Linked DNA regions of Mus musculus: region 1 is linked to region 2. Evidence: chromatin contacts called from public HiChIP or PLAC-seq data. All regions are on one chromosome and are shown on one strand. Each heading gives the region's core, a stretch centred on a gene start, on an enhancer-like site or on the middle of the called end of the contact. The rest is flanking DNA. Distances are from core to core; before and after follow the strand shown. Region 1 has its middle 34 kb from the start of Tmprss11d. Region 2 holds the start of Uba6 (ubiquitin-like modifier activating enzyme 6).

The links. HiChIP or PLAC-seq counts read pairs in DNA pulled down with a chosen protein or histone mark.
Region 1: an H3K27ac HiChIP or PLAC-seq map of embryonic stem cells shows a contact between it and region 2, with 8 read pairs. The contact joins the enhancer-like site here to the promoter of Uba6 in region 2. A contact is called at or near these places in 1 of 39 promoter capture datasets (liver), 32 of 484 Hi-C or Micro-C datasets (the 3T3-L1 cell line, 3T3-L1-derived adipocytes, CD4 T cells and 19 more), 6 of 115 datasets of contacts at active chromatin or transcription factors (bone marrow-derived dendritic cells, embryonic stem cells and liver) and 2 of 9 other capture datasets (adipose tissue and liver).

The regions. Positions count from the first base shown.
Region 1 is chr5:86,406,072-86,409,271 of GRCm38.p6, forward strand. No RefSeq gene overlaps it. Among named protein-coding and RNA genes, the nearest start is that of Tmprss11d, 34 kb to the left of the region's middle. Within about 2 kb of position 1,325, at least 9 of the 459 cell types and tissues checked have an H3K27ac peak or open chromatin away from gene starts, as enhancers often do. A contact at or near this core is called in embryonic stem cells, where this site is marked.
Region 2 is chr5:86,170,669-86,174,067 of GRCm38.p6, forward strand. Uba6 (ubiquitin-like modifier activating enzyme 6) reads right to left here and starts at 2,075. Exons shown (of 33, transcript NM_172712.2): 1 at 2,000-2,075. The coding sequence starts at 2,070.

The DNA of each region.
Region 1 (3,200 bases), core at 75-2,574, 230 kb after region 2:
AATAGAAGAGAAAGTGGGAAATAGCCTCGTATGCATGGAAACCTGGGAAAATTTCCTGAACAAAACACCAATGGCTCAGGTTCTAAGATCAACAATTGACAAATGAGACCTCATAAAAATGAAAAGCTTCTATAAGGCAAAGAACACTGTCAATCGGACAAAATGGCAACCTACAGATTTGGAAAGATCTTCACTAACTCTATATGTGTTTGAAGGCTAATATACAAAATATAAAAAGAACTCAAGTAGTTAAATTCCAAAAAATTAAATAATCCAATTTAAGATTGGGGTACAGAGCTAAACACAGAATTCTCAACAGAGGAATCTCAAATGGCTGAGAAGCACTTAAAGAAATGTTAATCATCAGGGAAATGCAAATCAAAACGACCCTGAAATTCTACATTACACAATCAGAATGGCTAAGATTAAAAAAACAAAACAAAACAAAAAAAAACCCTCAAGGGCCACTACATGCTGGTAAGGATGTGGAGAAAGAGGAACACTCCTCCATTGCTGGTGGGATTGCAAGCTGGTACAACTACTCTGGAAATCAGTCTAGCAGTTCCTCAGAATTTTGGAAATAGATCTACCTGAAGACCTAGCTATACCACTCCTGGGAATAAACCCAAAAGATGCTCCACTGATACCACAAAGACTCATAGCAGTCTTATAGGTGATAGTCAGAAGCTGGAAACAACCCAAATATTCCTCAACTGAAGAATGACTACAGAAAATGTGGTTCATTTACACAATGGAATACTTTTCAGCTACCAAGAACAAAGACATTATGAATTTTGCAGGTAAATGGATGGAAGTAGAAAATATCATCTAGAGTGAGTTAACCCAGACCCAGAATGACATACACGGTATAAGTGGATATTAACCAAAAACCCATGATACAACTCACAGATTGTAGGACGGTTAACCAGAGAAGGAATTCCTAAGCATGGATATCTGAAACTCACTTAAAAGGGGAACAAAACAATTATGGGAGGCAGAGGGAGGAAGGAACCTGGTGGGAGATGGGAGGGGAAAAGGAGGGACAGGATTAGGTATGTCGAGAGAAAGGAGGGATACACAGAGGGCCAGAAGTGTTGTATACCAGCCCGCGGCCTACTTGAACTGGGTACACCTGGGAGGCAGGCTGGGGCTGAAAGAGACTAGACTGCGAGAGAAATTAATGGAGACCAAGACACGATTCTGTTCAAGGCCCGCCAGTTTACTGAGTGTGCTTATAAGGGGGAAGGCCCATCCCCCACCAATCCTTTCTTGGAGCCAGTCAGTAGGAGAGGATGTTCCTCTGGAATATCTCCTTGGCCTCTCAGCAGGTAGCAGTGTCTTGGAGGTGCAGTGGCCTCTGGTGGAACAATAGAGCCATCTAGGCAGGAAGGCTCCACCCTAGGTAATCTCTTCAGTGGCAGCAAGGTCAAGGTCTGGATCAGCCTGTTTCAGGCTGGGAGAGGTTACACAGAAGAATGACTAATGTGAATCTTTGAGTAGTAGGGAGCAGGAGAAACCTCTAGAAAGTCCCAGAGTCCTGGGATGTGAGAGGCTACCTGGACTCAATGGGTAAGACATTAGCCCAACAATGAGGAGATTTAACAGGAAGAGATCACCTCCAGTAGACAGGCACTATCCCTAGTTAAGGCAGGGGCCTGTTCACCCATCTTCAAAAATTTTAACCCAGAACTGTTCCTATCTAAAATAAATGGAGAGGCAAAAATGGAGTAGAGACTGAAGGAAAGGCCATCCAGATTGGCCCAACTTGGGATCCATCCCGTGCACACATACCAATTCCTGACACTATTACTGAGACCATATTGTATATGCAGACAGGAGTCCTCTGAGAGGCTCTATCAACAACTGACTGGGACAAAGGCAGATACTTACAGCCAACCGTTAGATCGAGATTGGGGACCAATATGGAAGAGATATGGGGAAGGACTGAAGGAGCTGAAGGGGACTGCAGCAGTGTCAACTAACCTGGACCCCTCAGAGCTCCCAGAGACTAAGCCAAAAACCTAGGAGCATACATGAGCTGGTTCATGGCCCTGGGCACATGTATAGCAGAGAACTGCATTGGATGGCCCCAGTGGGAGGGGATGAGTTTAATCCTATGGAAACTTGATACCCCAGAGAAGAGGTAGGGGTGGGTGGGCAGGAGGGTGAACACCCTCTCAGAGGTGGAGTGAAGGAAGCAGGAGGATGGGGTAAAGAATTTGGGGAGGGGGACCAGGAAGGGAGGCAACTTTTGGAATGTAAATAAAATAATTTAATTAAAAAATATATGCTTTTGAAAAAAATCTTAGTTTTCTATAGTAAACAAAGCAGTGTGATCAAAAAGGAAGCTGATCTCAGAAAGGAAGAACGGTGGGACAAAAGAGGATGTGTTCATGAGGGTCAGAGTCCCAGAGCAGTAGCAAAAGACAAACTCTGCTGATTGGCACGGGGCTGATTTTCAGGCAAAAGTCATATCAATGCTATTTTGATGGAAGGGAACCAAATTATGGAATCACACAACTTGGTGAAAACTCACTAAGTGAGTATCACAAGGAGATCTGAAGGCTGGGAGGCCAGCAGTGTGAAAGTGGGTGGACATGGGTAATAGCAGTGACTAGTTGAATCATCTTCTGAAGGACATTACTTACTAGATTACAGTCAACTTGGTACTAGATGTTTCATAAAATCAATAAAACGACTCCATTACAGCTAGCAGGGGTGAGTGTTGCTTTATGAACCTTCAGTCTAAGTTATTACTTAGGTATTTCACTGTATGTATGTATGTATGTATGTATGTATGTATGTATGTATGTATGTATGTGATTATGACAATAAAATATTGTTTCTTCCTGTGTATTATAATCAAGCTAAATGAATTGGCAGAAATCCTGCCCTCATGATCTCTCTCCACACAGTGAGCTCAGAGTATACCTTTCTGCCTGAAATGTGCTGTATGGCACCAAGGGAGGATTTTAATGATATTTTTATTCTTTGCAAGTTTTGCACATTTCTATAATGTGTAGTTATCATACCCACCCACAACTATCTTCCTTCACCTCCCCCTACCTGCTTTTCTCCTCAGCTTCACATCCTCTGGGGATTTAACTTAAAGTCTCCCACTTGAAAGAGATAGAAACTCTCCAAGCTAACTTGGATGAGCCTGAATCAGAAGCAGCTACTGACAAGTATTGTTCGTTCAT
Region 2 (3,399 bases), core at 825-3,324:
ATTCATACTCTATAATGTGAAATTCAATTGTGCATGAAACAAGATTCCCAAGTTACTAAAGGTCTGTACTGGCTGGTTTTGTGTGTCAACTTGACACAGGCTAGAGTTATCACAGAGAAAGGAGCTTCAGTTGGGGAAGTGCCTCCATGAGATCCAGCTATGGGTCATTTTCTCAGTTGGTGATCAAAGGGGGAGGGCCCCTAGTGGGTGGTGCCATCCCTGGGCTGGTAGTCTTGGGTTCTATAAGAGAGCAGGCTGAGCAAGCCAGGGGAAGCAGGCCAGTAAGGAACATCCCTCCATGGCCTCTGCATCAGCTCCTGCTTCCTGACCTGCTTGAATTCCAGTCCTGACTTCCTTTGGTGATCAACAGCAATATGAGAAGCGTAAGCTGAATAAACCGTTTCCTCCCCAACTTGCTTCTTGGTCATGGTTTTGTACAAGAATAGAAACCCTTAGCCGGGCGTGGTGGCGCACGCCTTTAGTCCCAGCACTCGGGAGGCAGAGGCAGGCGGATTTCTGAGTTGGAGGCCAGCCTGGTCTACAAAGTGAGCTCCAGGACAGCCAGGGCTATTCAGAGAAACCCTGTCTCGAAAAACCAAAAAAGAATAGAAACCCTTAGACAAGGTCCTTCCATACAAAATGTATGTTTTCTTAGGTATCATCTTCCTTAGAGTTTTAAAATGTGTTGAAGTTAATTTCACTAACTGTTGCTATGTGCAGTGCTTGCTGTTGAGATTTTTAGAGCAACCAGACACTAACTGCACTGTAAGCACCTCATATAATAAAGTCAGCATATTCACACAACATATACTAAAACTATATATAAACCTGTAGTATCCTATCATTTTGTTTCTATTTTACACACTTTATTGCACTTGCTATTCTATGTTACACACAATGACTTAGGTGGATTAAAGTTCTGACTAAAAATGAGAACGGGGTTATGCTCAGCCGCTTAATGGCTATGGCCAACACTTAAAAAGCTCTGTCTCAATGATTGTTTCGAGAATATGTTCAAAAACAGTCACGCCTGATTGCACATACTTGTAATCTCAGAAATTCAGACGAGGAGGGAGGAAGCCATCTTTGGCAAACTTGGAGCCAGCCTCAGAATCAATATAATAATAATAATAATAATAATAACAACAACAACAACAACAACAACAATAACAAATCATCTGTAAGAGCAACTAAGGGGCAGATATTTGTATTCAATAATATTTCTTAAGTCGATTTTGGCAGCATTGGCCAGGGCAGACAATACTTCCATCCAGTCCTTGAAGTATATGTCTCAATGTGCAATGTAAAGCTAGTAACGTAAGAAATCCATCACTTCTATATTTGGTATGTAATAGTCATATACTGGGTAGGATACAAGCGGGGCTTTCTTAACTGTAAGATGACCAAAAGAGAACTAACGCAAACACTGGAGAGAGTATACCAGGACCCCAACCCCGGAATTTTTGCAGGCTGAGAAAGAAAAACTCCAAGATCCTCAGCGGGAAATAATCCTAGGAACCTTGGGCCCCGCCCCGCGCTCCAACACCCCCGTAGTAAACAGAGAGGATTCTCGGGGTGTCCACACTGCAACGGATTCATCCTGACTTGAGCTCTCAAGAACAGTTTTCCTAAGGAGCACGGCTGGAGGAGGATAGTGCTCCGTGGCGCTGAAGGAAGTGTGCCAAGCAACAGGGGCCACAACCCTCTCCTGAATGACTGGCCGCTCAGAAGTAGTGACCTGAGGGAAGGATGCTGGACCCGACCCGGGAAGAGCCGGTCTCCTCAGAGGAGCGGAGCTGGAGCAGCGAGGGCAGCGCCCACGCCGCCACACCCACCGCCCGCCGGCTCGCTCGCTCGTTCGCCACCTCGCTAGCTCCCTGTGGCTCCGCGCGGCCCCGTGGCCTCCGCGCGCTCCGAGCCGCCGGAACGCGAGAACGGAGCCCGCGTCGGCGTTCCTCCGCTCCTTCCCGCCCAGCCTGCCCCGGGCCAGGCCTCTCACCCGCAGGCTCCCCAGGAGGAGCAGGACGCCTCTTCACAGGAAAGCACAGCCAACGGCTCGGACCGCTCCATCGCCTTCCGACAGACTGACTGCAGCGAGGCGGGGAGGCAGGCGAGGGGGCGGGGCCGCGAGGGTCAAGGGGCGGGCGGCGACGTCACCAGGGGGAGGAGCTGGGGAAAAGTACGCCCAGGACAGGGTTTCCAGTCAGCCCCTGGGACACCTGACTTCCGGTTGGGGCGGGGCAACGGGGCGCGCTTCCTTGCAGGTGAGGGGAGTGCCTACGTGAAGGCTGCTGAGCGCTGAGGGCAAACGCGGAACCAAAACGCGTCACTTCCGGCTGTGAGAGCGTACCGCTCCAGGGGGCTCGACAGCTACCAGATGCTGTTGCCTTGCAAATCCAGAACTGTTACAGTGCCTTGAGGAGATCGCTTTTCTGAACAACAACAACAAAAAGAGGACATTTCCAGGCTGGGATTCCACTTAAAGATTCCATTTAAATTGTTTTGAACATCTATTACTGATCTCTGTAGTCAAGTGACTAAAAAGAGCTGTAAAATTTGGCACTTTCATTTTAAGGGAGGAAAAACAAGGAACTCAAATGATATGATCAAAGACATACAGCCAGTAACTCATATTACCAGTTCTCTGATTGCCGATTTCTCATCTAATTCTTTTTTTTCATTCATTCTCATTTTACCATTTTTAGAAAACAATTGTGTACACACAGTACAATTAAGAATCTTTGTTGTTGTTTTTTTTCGAGACAGGGTTTCTTTGTGCAGCCCTGGCTGTCCTGGAGCTCACTCTGTAGACCAGGCTGGCCTCGAACTCAGAAATCTGCCTGCCTCTGCCTCTTCCTCCCAAGTGCTGGGATTAAGTGTGTGCCACCACGCCCAGCTATTAAGAATCTTTCTAACTGGTGATGTGTTTGACGAAACACTAGCCCAATTTTAAAAATCCGTGTTTGATTATAGACATAGGGCAGCGTTCTGTAAAGTATAACAGGTTTTACTTCAAAATTGTCTTGAAATCACAAAAATGATTTTAGGGTTGGTGGTCACCACAGCACGAGAAGTTGTATGAAAGAGTCACAGCATTATCAGTGAGAACACAGTAGCTTCTCCGGGCAGAGGAACTTTGCTGTATGTTAAAGCATGTTTTTATATTTTTTACTAGCTTTGTGTCTTGACTTTTTCTGTATCTGTTACTGCTATTAGGGAAAATAAATTTTTATTTCCTTAGTCCAAGGAGACCATGGATTTAAGGGAAACTTTTCTAACTTAAAAACTATCTGTCCCTGTTGTATGGCTTGATTGAAAAAAAAAAAAAAAATGTGGCTCCCAACCAGGCAGCATACACTAGCTTGAGGCCCTTGACACATGTACAGCAGAGGACTGCCA